Linked DNA regions of Zea mays: region 2 is linked to region 1. A link is a contact called in public Hi-C data. All regions are on one chromosome and are shown on one strand. The core of a region is the stretch at or near the end of the contact, and the rest is flanking DNA. Distances in the headings are between cores, read along the strand shown. Region 1 holds the start of LOC103646018. Region 2 holds the start of LOC100276228 (Protein MULTIPLE CHLOROPLAST DIVISION SITE 1).

What was found. A called contact is a pair of places that touch in the nucleus more often than the background predicts.
Region 2: a contact with region 1 is called in a Hi-C map of endosperm, with 2.6 times the contacts expected there. The contact joins the promoter of LOC100276228 here to the promoter of LOC103646018 in region 1. A contact is called at or near these places in 6 of 25 Hi-C or Micro-C datasets (bundle sheath, endosperm, leaf and 1 more).

Annotation. Positions count from the first base shown.
Region 1 is chr2:15,038,011-15,043,774 of Zm-B73-REFERENCE-NAM-5.0, reverse strand. It overlaps LOC103646018, which reads right to left and starts at 2,005. Exons shown (of 4, transcript XM_008670756.3): 1 at 1,430-2,005; 2 at 121-486. The coding sequence starts at 1,684. It overlaps LOC100276205, which reads right to left. Exons shown (of 2, transcript NM_001371537.1): 2 at 4,279-4,950. The coding sequence ends at 4,770.
Region 2 is chr2:15,227,060-15,233,450 of Zm-B73-REFERENCE-NAM-5.0, reverse strand. LOC100276228 (Protein MULTIPLE CHLOROPLAST DIVISION SITE 1) reads right to left here and starts at 2,884. Exons shown (of 4, transcript NM_001150066.2): 1 at 2,549-2,884; 2 at 1,609-1,775; 3 at 644-1,031; 4 at 116-435. The coding sequence starts at 2,767. The coding sequence ends at 250.

The sequences.
Region 1 (5,764 bases), core at 756-3,255:
TTTCACATATTCAATCAGTCATGGGGTCATATTTCAAAAATAACTGACACCTGAATCTTTATCTGTTGCAAAATAGGAACCACTAGTAATCAAGGTAAGTTAATGTCTTGCAGAATTTACCGAGAATATGAAGTTGTAACCTTTCTCAAGAACCAGCCGCAGGAAATCTAGCCTTCTCCACATCATCTCGAGATATCCAGAAGTCAGGAACCTCTTCTCTTCAGAGAAATCCACACCATCGGTTCCCAGAGCAAAGCAATAGGGATGGATTTTAACACATTCCTCATATGCTTTCCAATCAAATGCTACAATTACAAGGTGTTTCAACAGCAAATTTGTTCTAACACCAGAACGGAAGCTATCGATGAAAAGGTCTATCAATGACCCAGGAGAAGCCCATGCAGCATTAAGTGTAGTCAAGATAACTGTATTGTCTCGCATTGAAGCCTTCTTTAGGACTCGCTCAAGTTTGAGATCTTCACTGTCCTGTAAAGGTCATTATATATTAATTGCAAACCAATAAATAAATGAACAAAGTGACTTATCCACTGCCTATGCAAACACAAAATTCACAAAACCAAAACAGAACGGATCTTCTGAGAGCCAACAGGACGGGGAAATGCATAGTACAGGCAGCAAAAATCAAACAAGATATTACAATGAATACTGATACAAGTAGCAAGACTTCAGCATGATCGCTACTTAGTAAGTTCTCGTAAGCCTAGTTCACAATTTCATTTGCCATCACAATCAGCATTTTCCATGTGAACAACCACCATCAGTTTGTGATTACCTGGAAGACGAGCATAACTATTACATATATAAGGTTCGCAGCATGCGTTGCTAAATTGTTTGGCTTATCGAGGATGCAAAAATATTATCAATCCATACTTGAAAAAAGAGCGAATGACAAAAATGGCCAGCAGCAAACATTAATAGACTTAAACTTATTTATCAAGATTCAACTAAAGTATCTAATTCAACAGTATTCCTAGAAGAGACGGTAATTTTGTTCCAGATGGATATACACTGAAACTGAGACCGAAAATACAGTAGAATGAGACGACTAGACGAGTGTTGTATCAGAAGGTGTTACTTTAGATGGAGAGATGTTACTTCTATTGTACTGGCTGATCTAAAACCACCACGTACAGGTTTCTTTCAGTTGCTCCATCCCAAGGTAAGCCTTCCGGTTCCCAGACATCAAGTGAACAAACATATGACGCGACCGCTCAACAATGAACTTCGATTGCCCAATAACTCAGAATGCTAGTATAATGCTATAGAACTCTCAAACATACGGAACAGTGAACCGCAAAATCATCAGCACAGTCCAGTCCCGTACCAACGCCACAGTGAAAATTTAGGAACACGTAGCGAAATGGCTAAACCGAAAGCATTAATCGAAGGTGGAAGCAAGCAGGCTCACCAGATCGTCGCCTTCCGCGCCCTCCTCCTCCTGGGATGTGGCGAACGAGGGCAGCGCCAGCGAGTCCCACCCCCAGGACCAGGACGTCCCCAGCGAGCGCGAGACGGCGGCACGGTATAGCACCGCCAAGGACAGCGCGACGAGGAGGGCGAGGAAGAGAGCGACAGCAGATCTTGGAAACGCGTGCCTCCGTAGGCCGCGCGAGCGCGCGGCGGAGGGCGCGCCTATCAGGGCTTTGCGTGCTGGCCTGGCCATGTCAGGAGTTCAGTTTCAGCGGCTCTAGCGCGGGGCGGTTGCGGTTTGCGGAGCGGACCTCCCGGTCCCCTCGTCAGAACGGGCACGTGTGATGGCCCGTCGACGTCGTTCAAATGTCGGAACCGCCGAGAATCAGCGATGAATTTCCTCGCGTGATCAGAGCCCCACATGTGACACGCCGGGACCGCAACATGCCGGTGGGACGGGAGACGACGGACTCTCCTCCCAAGCTCCAACTGCAGCCTGGGATTACATGAGCATTGAAACGGAGGCACTAGAACATGTTTTCATTCATACGATACTAGTAGGCAAAAAAAAAATGATTTCATTCATACGACTATACGAGTACACAATCGAGCCTCACAAGCCTGAAGACCTAGTAGAATGTAACGAGCTGGCTATACCTAAAGATCTAGTTGAAAAGAAAATTGACGACTCAGAACCATTTGAAACCGCACTACCGCAGACTGCTACAACTCCATTTTCAGTGTCACCAATGCATCCCCATATATCCAGGAAAGTGCAGGAGAAAAGGAACCTTTTGAGCCTCAGCTCCAATCTGACTTCTTTTGCTTCTAGTTCGCTTCAGATTAAAGGCTGTTGTTTAGACTGCTGCAGCTGTAATCTGTAGAAACAAAAATACTAGTAGAAGTCGGTAGAGATTAAAGCCAAACAAACAAGGTCGGAGTCATCAAGCTTCCTCTTGAAGATACTTGAATTGCGAAGCCTCTCCCTATTGTGTCTGTCACGCATGTATGACCAGGAATTTCATGAGGCTATGTACAGTTTCTTGCACTGTACCATTCCCGTCGAGCTCCTCTTGTTTCCATGGTAGCCATCCTTCCCCCTCAGCAGTGAAGGGGCACGTATGTGGATTGTTCCTTGACGGAAGAAGCGGATCGGACAGCCCAAACCATCGGCGAGAGTAGACTCGGGCTAGGCGGCATCGCTTTGTTGAGCCCATATGAAGGAACTTTGTTCCTACAGTATTACATTGGACCTGGTCCATCAACGCTGGGCTGACCGAGCATCAGGCTGCAGCCCAAAGGACTTGGGCGGCGTATATGACTTTTCTTTTTTTCCAAAATTTGACTAGTTTTCTGTAGCCCGTGGGTGAGGTGAGGTGAGGTCTGAGGTGACACTGTGTTCAGGCACCCTGCGAAGGCTGCGCGCTACTGTGAAAGCAACTCCCCCCTGCGTGCCGCGTGCCCCTGCCTGCCTGCCCATTTGCCCAACCACCCCAAACAGAGAAAGCCGGGCAGATGACGCAAGGCGAGGGCAGCCTTTTGGGGGTTGGTTCGTTGGTCGCTTTTGGCAGCGGACGCCGAGTAGTGGGCTGGCAGGCAGTCAGCACGACCACAGTCCTTCCCTTCCCTTCCCTGCGAACTCCTCCCACCAGCTGGGCACGCGCCGTGCGCCTTTCCTCCGACTTGCCTCTCCCGGGCGCCCGATCGAGCTCACTCACGTCAAACCAACGGCGCGAAAGAGCCGTGACGACCGACGAGGACGAAGAGGGAAGGAGCACATGGCCGTCGCCCGTCGGCGTGCGCCCGCGCCTTTTCTTTTCTCGCACCGCAAACTTTCCTTCCAAGCGCTGCCGGTGCGGTCCTTGACGAAGACAAGAGGAGACAGGTCCGTGCAGGTTGCAGCGCGCGCGAGTCTTCTCTGCGGCACCGCGCAGTGACTCGAGGGACTGGCAGCTGGGCCCGCGATGCGGTGCGGACTGCGGAGACGTCGGCGGAGGCTGACGGGCGGGCCCTTTTTTTTGCATATAACCGGCGTGCTTCGTGGGGCAATAACCGCTCCTGGAAGCTCCCGTCAGTGTTCAACAGTACTGGCTCCTCACCTGCTCCTCCACTCTGGCGTCAAATTGGCATTCAATTGCAGCGTTGTACACTGTACTGCTGTTCTTCTACAATGCTCTAGCCTGCCTGACTCGCGTCGTGGCCGGAGGGAAGCCTGCGTCCCTGCCCCTGCGTGGGGTTTTATATATACCGCTATAGGGCCGCCATGGCTCGGCGAAGTTGCAAGTTCCTGTCGTTTAGCCTGCGGCGCGAGTACATCTGCTGTGGATTCGGCGAGGACTGTACCCGTCTGTACGAATCGACTTTCCTCCTCTAGCTTTTGCTTCCCGCGCCGTTTCTCGCTGACGCCTCTGTGTACGGTGTGCCAAAGGGTTTAAAAAAAAAGAAAGCAAAAGCCTCCATGTTCCTAGTCAATTCCTACGCACTACTAGTAGTAGAAGACCCGAGCACCGTCACTGTACATCGCTGTTAAGCGTTCTTGATGTGTTTTTGCTCGCTTATTACATCTCGACCAGCTTTGACAGCAATTTTCGGGGCTGGCGTTCTTGGGGTGAAGCAGCAGCCAAACGAAGAACAAGTGCGAAGTGTTAAGCTAAGTGGTCTCTCGTCGTATTGAACAAACAAAACAACAATAGATGGTACATGCCACGCACGCTTAGCACTTGCACAGCGCCACTAATAAAAAACAAAACATTGGATGTATCGACCAAGAACAGTACACACTTGTTGCCAATCAGAAGGTACTTTAAAAAAAAGGAAATCAGGATCATCCACGATGGCACAGGAGCTAGTCATGTACTTGATGTCTATTTCTTTCTGTAGACATATGTTTTCCATTTTCCGTCGTCATCATTACGGGAAACCATAAGCCTAAAACCATCATTACCGACTACTACTACTACTACGTAGCACACAGAAATTTCACAAAAATCCCCTGTAAACGGAGGCAGAAACACCCACACATGATACAACGAACGACACAGCAGCGCAATAAGAGCTGCATGCGGTCCTAAACACCAGCGCGCTCTCCTCCCCTCCCCTCCCCTCCCCCATCTCTATACATCATCACAGCCATACAGGTAGGCAGGCACTGACACTGAGCAGGTCACGGCGCCACCAATGGCGCAAGGGGTTTAAACAAAAAGCACAAACCCATATACGTAACTGTAGCGGTGGTAGTTCGTGGTGGTAAGAGGGGGTCTGATCTCTTGGTTTTGGGGAGGGGGAGCGCGCATACGTGAGAGCTCGTTTGTGAGCTTTTTTTTTTCTTCTTCACGGTGTTAGCCGGCAAGGATTGACCCGGCCCGGGCCTTGGGAGGCCTCGGCGGGGAGTCCACGTCCTTGGGGGATGGAGCTCCTCTCGGCGCCACGTTCTTGGGTTTGCTCTCCTTCCGCTCCATCTCCTCGTCCATTTCGATCTGCTCCCTCCTGCAATCCTCGGTGCAGAACGGGATGTCACCTCTGCACAAGAGACACAGGGGCACCCATATAAGATTAATCCAGATTAACAGGCTTGGGAATTGGGATGTCATGAATAGATATCTTTGGATGCCTGCACCACCTTTTTTTGAAAAGAGAAAAATGTGCACCACTTGTACTCGTGCAACAAAACCATTGAATCAGTGTTATAGATGAAATTAAAAAGGGGTATACGAGACCCATGGCAGAGTAGCTTCAACATGCCCACATATTCATGGAACTGGCGATAGCCACAACGCGTCATTCAGGAATACTATACTACTGCCTTACCGCCTCACAGGTACCAAACCAATAAAGCTCCCGTGCTTAGCAGCGAAGCTTTTTTCCGATTACCAACTTCCATATATAAAAGAACAAACGAGAGAGGGTATTCCGTGGTAAATTGGCAGGAGCTCACGGCATGGCCATAAATAAGCGCACCAATTTAGGGTCCCAGGAATTTAATTGATTCACGCGCAAAAGCAACCTGAACAAACACATCAAGGGCGACAAAACCATCCCACCAACACCACATCGGAAAGAGGAAAAGGAGCTCTCAGCTCTCACCAATTTTTTCGTGCCACTAGTATACTTTTCTTTTTAATCTGGCCTGGACGTTCGAACTAAACCGCGGAAGAAAAGGAAAGTTATGAGAAATAATACGTCCGCCTCCCACTTTTTCCGGCAGACGATTCGGCAGTCAAATTCCCTGCTCTTCCAAGGGAAAATACACCTTCCAAAGACGTCGGAAACGTCCATACCACGGGACCCGCCGCAGAAATTCCCAAAACCATCCCTCCCAACAGAGAGCGTAAAG
Region 2 (6,391 bases), core at 1,635-4,134, 190 kb before region 1:
GGTTTGTCCTTGGCCAATTGGCCTGGCCTACCCTAGTCCGGAGTCGTTCGGTGAAGGTACCCAGTACCCACGTACTCGTCAAAAATAAATATCCATTCACAACACGTCAAGCGACTTCCATATTAACTGCTCACTATGTAAACCGGTAAGCCCACTGTTCCAACACTTCTCTATCTACAGCTACAGCCACAAAGCTGATAACACTACGCAACAAAGCAAATGTCATCAAAGCGCTTGAGTACACAAATTTTATTGCCCTTCCGGCTCATTTGATTGTAAACTTCCATCGGAGCTATGTTTACCAGACTCGATAACCAGTTGTCTATCTTGGTTCTCAAACTTGGAGCCCTGAAGATTTTCAGATGGCTTGCCTGACAATTCCATTTGTCTCTCATTACGCTGCATACTCCTTGGATCCGGAGGGAGTCTGGTAACCTGCAAAGCAGTGTTGGGATTCAGGAATCGTTATTCTGGAAGGCTGGTGATTAACAAAAATACACAATGTGATTGGCTCTTTTGTCAAACTAAGCTTGGAGTTTTATCAATCAATATAATCAATTTTGCAGAAGAGAGGAACTAATAATAGATATATTGTTGTTATTTTAAATGTCAAGGAGATCATGTTCATCGGCAAGGTACTCACATCGTTTGAAGCCTCTAGCCTTGCCTGCAAAGCTTCATGCTCAGCCTTAACACGGGATGGGACGCCATCCTTTTGATAGACATTTTGTTTGGCGGTCTCCTCGTCTACTTCACTTGACGCAGCAGCAAAAGGATGGTTTGCTGGAATCCATCTAACTGTATCTGGATCAACATCTGGAGGTAAGGAATCACCTTCCCTGAGAAACACGGTTGGCCTTTTCCACTGATATGCACGTGATCTCCTCTTCTGATGCATTTCTTGTTCCTCTTTTGTAAGCCTAACAGGAGCCAGACGGTACTCCTTGCCAAACATTTGCACAGTAGATGTACCCTCATCAATCTTGACTAATGGATTATTGAAAGGATCATCGAATGTGCGGGGCTTTGCACTGCAGTAAATGAATTGTTTCAGTCATTATTATTGCACAACTCAAAGGTTTTGCAGTCCACAGAAAAAGCTTCATTTAACCATTTACATCTGCACTGAAGTGAACCCTGTAATTAATTTCTGAAAGTTCAATTCTGATGCCTATAACAGGAAAAAGACAAACAGGTGAAGACTATGGTGATGCTTTGCAATGGCATGGAACAAGTGACTAGGGACAGTAACTTCTCAAAAGCATAAGCACAATGATAAGATCATTTAACAGAAAAAAAATAGTATACAATGGGACATGACCAACCAAGACACATAGACAAGTTTCAGATTTCAAATCTTAAGTTAAAACGTGATCATTGACCCAGCAATGAATCAATAAAAGGGCAGATCCATTGCCGAAGGCTCCCACATGAGTAGGGTCTGGGGAAAGGACAAATTGATGCAAGCCTTCCCTTGCACATGTGGAGAGGTTGTTTTGAACCCGTGACCTAACGACTCAGTGAAACAACTCTCACCACTGCGCCAGGCCTGCCCAGCAATCAATCAATGAGAATACAAAAGGGAGCTTCAAGGAATAAGTGACGTACGTCCCTCGTTGCCCTGATTTTAACTGTCCACGCCTTACTAGATCAGCAACAGAACCTTTATTATCATGCTCTCGACTTCTTAAGGTGATCTGTCTTGCAACAGCAGCCAAAAATGCAATGCCAACACAGAAACCAGCAACAAAATTTGGGCCAATGTTTTTCTGGATCTGTATGAAAATAGAAAGTAAGATAAAGTACACAACATGGTACTGGTACTCAAGGATGAACATGTTAAAGCAGAAATGGTAATTGGTCTATGCTAGAAGAAGAAGAGGAAGGCACAGAATAACAAATAAACAAAATGCATGTATTGTTTAAAATTAGGGATGCAAATTGTACGGATATTTTCCAACCGTAACCGAGTTCAAATCTATTAGAGAAGTTCAGATCCGTCCGTATCCGAGTCTGTATATTCAATATCCAATACTGTATCCGTATATAAATACTCAAATCGCATTATAATGTTGATATCCATTCTTATCCTATTCGACGCAGTTGACACTATCCATATTCGAATCTAAATATGAGGAACATTGTAGCTATCTGTGTCCATATCCATAGATGATAGATACCAGACCATATTGGGCCATCAACCCTAATAAAACTTACAAATGGCAGGGCAGATGTTCAGAAAGAAGAAGGGCTACACCTTTCAACCCCTGATGTGCTGAAAAAAATTGAAGGTTCGCTGAGGATCACGGACATAGAAACAGGGGATGCCAAATCACATTCACAAATGCATTGTACATTGTGTCTTCATCCTATCTATATAGGCACTAGGTTCGTACTATCACTGTGGCACTGTGTACTAATCAATTCAACAAATTGTCCGTCCAAATTAAGATCAGTCTGCCACTTAGTTGCTCATAGAACTATAGGACCCCCACCACCACAATAATAACACCTAATGGTGGCACTAACCAAATAATCGAGTCCTTACCGAGCCAACGGCATCAGGCATAGAGGCGACAAGCGCCCTCAGATCTCCTACCCTGCCCTTGAGAGCCCCCAATTTCCTCTCCCCGCCTGCGACGTTACTCGCGTTGCTCGACGCCGAAGCCCTAATCTGCCGCGGCCACCTCACCAGCCTCCCACGGAATAGCCGCGGAGGGAGAAGGAGGCCGAAGGGGAGGGAGGTGGCGACGGAGGCGGTCGCCATTGTCGTCCTTGCATGGAGTAAAAAACAGAAGCTAACCAGGGTCAGGAGGCTTTGGGGTTTGGGCTCGGTGTGCTCAAGGCCGAGGTGGGGATGGAGAGAGACGGAGGTCGGTGTCGGAGGCTGCCATGGTGCCTATCCGGACAGACCGGTGAACGTCACAAATCGAGCCGGAGTGCCGAGCGGGCTCCAGAAAGCCCATGGGCCTCCGTGCCTTATTTGCTCCTTTATTTAAGCACGAGTTTCTGTCTTGACGCGCTACACACGTTGGCCTCGCAATAAGCTCTAAATTTTATAATGAAAATTTTAAGAATCACTGAATCAGATCCAATTAGGATTAAACTCTGTTTATATTCATTTTAACTAAAATTAATTAAGAGTTTAAACAAATTATGAAGAAATACTTGGATCATGATTCATTTCCACTCCTAGCTACACGCGTAGAAGAAACTCACGGGCCCAAAATGTAAGGTTGGTAATAGGCTCTAAACAAATTGTAAAGAAATATTTGAATCGTAGTCCCTTATCACCTCTACCCGAACGGTAGTGCACCCAAGGCAAGAGCTCTCGCCTCTCATGTCGTCTTCCACGAGCTTCGCGTCCCCGACATCACATCGGCATCCACTACCACCTTCCACGCAACAAACACTCATTCTTGTGTCCGTGCATCAAACCCTTGTCTGCCTCTCTCGTTGTCGACACAGCACCCACGTGCGTGGAGGAAGAGAGCACCCACGTCTAGGGATGGCAACAAGTATGTACCCACTTGGTAGTTTACCTATATCCGTACCCGTGAGATAAAATGATGCCCGTCAAAAAACTCATACCCGCTCGTAGTTATAAAATTGTACCCGTACTCTCACGTGTATGGGTAAAAAAACTCATGGTGTAACCCACATTCGATTAGACATCCGCTAAACACATATTAAATAGCATAAATATAATAAATATATGGTGTATTTAAAAGTATACATCATCAAATGAGTAAATAAAAAAAGAAAAATAATTAATAATATAGCAACATAGAGGTTATCATATTTTTAGCTAATATGTATTTGCATGTACTTGATTGAGTAGATTATATATGGCTAAGGCAGGTATAAATTACCCATGGGTACGTGGGTATGGCTAGTACTTACTCATACCTACACTTGTCTATATGATGGTGTCGGGGATCATAATTACGGGTACCCCCAAGACTCCTAATCTCAGCTGGTAACTCCATCAGCACAAAGCTGCAAAGGTCTGATGAGTGCGATTAAGTCAAGGCTCGGTCCACTCAAGGGACACGATCTCGCCTCACCCGAGGCCTGATGAGTGCGATTAAGTCAAGGCTCGGTCCACTCAAGGGACACGATCTCGCCTCACCCGAGCCCAGCCTCGGGCAAGGGCAGCCGACCCCGGAGGATTCACGTCTCGCCCGAGGGCCCCCTCAAGCAACGGACACACCTTCGGCTCGCCCGAGGCCCAGTCTTCGCCAAGAAGCAACCTTGGCCAGATCGCCACACCGACCGACCGTATCGCAGAAGCATTTAATGCAAGGATGGCCTGACACCTTATCCTGACGCGCGCCCTTCAGTCGACAGAGCCGAAGTGACCGCAGTCACTTCGCCGCTCCACTGACCGGCCTGACAAGAGGACAGCGCCGCCTGCGTCGCTCCGACTGCTGTGCCACTCGACAGAGTGAGGCTGACAGCAGCCAAGTCCGGCTTCGGGCAACATAGGAAGCTCTGCCTCGCCCGACCCCAGGGCTCGGCCCCCGTCTCGGCCTCGGACGACGAACTCCGCCTCGCCCGACCCAGGGCTCGGACTCGGCCTCGGCTCCGGAAGACGACGAACTCCGCCTCGCCCGACCCTAGGGCTCGGACTCAGCCTTGGCCTCAGACGATGGTCTCCGCCTCGCCCGACCCGGGGCTCGGACTCGACCTCGACCTCGGAAGATAGACTCGACCTCGACCTCGGAGGAGCCACCGCCTCGCCCGACCCAGGGCTCGAACCGACCACGTCACAGGGGGGCCATCATTACCCTACCCCTAGCTAGCTCAGGCTATGGGGAACAAGACCGGCGTCCCATCTGGCTCGCCCCGGTAAACAAATAATGATGGCGCCCCGCGTGCTCTATGACGACGGCGGCACTCAGCCCCTTACGGAAGCAAGGAGACGTCTGCAAGGACTCGACAGCCCCGACAGCTGTCCTTCCGTAAGGCTCCGGCGCCCCTCCGACGACCACGACATCACATGAACAGGGTGCCAAAACCTCTCCGGCTGCCACGACAGCATGTACCTAGGGCACTAGCTCCTCTCTGCTAGACACGTTAGCACACTGCTACATCTCCTATTGTACACCTGGGCCCTCTCCTTACGCCTATAAAAGGAAGGTCCAGGGCTCTCGTACGAGAAGGTTGGCCGCGCGGGGGAACGGGACGACGCGTAAAGTCTCTCGCTCTCTCCCACGCGGACACTTGTAACCCCCTACTGCAAGCGCACCCGACCTGGGCGCAGGGCAACACGAAGGCTGCGGGTTTCCCCTTTTGCCTGTCTCCCCTTTTTTGCCCCCCTTCGTGCTCCGTCTCGCGCCGACCCATCTGGGCTGGGACACGCGACGACAATTTACTCGTCGGTCCAGGGACCCCCCCGGGGTCGAAACGCCGACAGTTGGCGCGCCAGGTAGGGGCCTGCTGCGTGTTGACGAACAACTTCCCGTCAAGCTCCAGATGGGTAGTCTCCAGCAACTTTTCCAGCCTGGGACGGTGCTCCGTTTCGGGAGTCTTGAGTTCATGTTCCTCGACGGCAGCTACGACATGATACTCCTTCCTCCGCCGCGCGACAACGACAATGGCGGCCGACAACCCGCCCGCCGGCGGCGGAATCAACGACGTCTTCCCCACGTGGCGGAAGAACAACATTCGGGTTTGTCCCGTCGCCTCCCCCGCCGACGGAGGAGGAGGCGGGGCAACCAAGGCCAAGCAGGAGGCGGCACCTCGTCGGCTATCGGGCGTCGACCTCGCGTCTGAGACGAAGACGAGCGCCGTTTCCCCGCAACACGCCAACTCCAAGCGGACGGACGACGCCAGCACGCTCGCAAAGGACTTGCTGGGCGTCACCCTCGTACCTGAGACGACGGTGCAGTCTGCCCCTGACGCGACTTCGTCACCGCCCGTCGAACAAGAGGTACCGATCGATTCCCATCTCGTGCCTTTTGGATTCAGCCTCGACCCACCAAGCGACTTCGCTTCGGTGGAAGCCTTCATAGAGGCAGGTCCAAACCCTCCGGGGTACGGTATGCGGTCACCCTGGGACCGGCTGACGTCCGTCTCGACCTACGGACCCTCGGGTTCCGAGGAAGAAGACGAGCCCGACTTTTGTTGGGATTTCTCCGGACTCGGTAACCCCAGTGTCATGCGGGACTTCATGACCGCATGCGACTACTGCCTTTCCGATTGTTCCGACGGTAGCCGTAGCTTCGGCGACGAAGACTGCGGCCCAAGTCATGAATGTTTCCACGTCGATCTAGGGGGTCCCGGCGAAGGCAACCATCTTGGTATACCGGAAAACGGTGATCCCCCTAGGCCTGCGCCTCGCGCTGACATCCTTCGGGAGCTAGCCGTGGTCCCAGTCCCTGCGGGG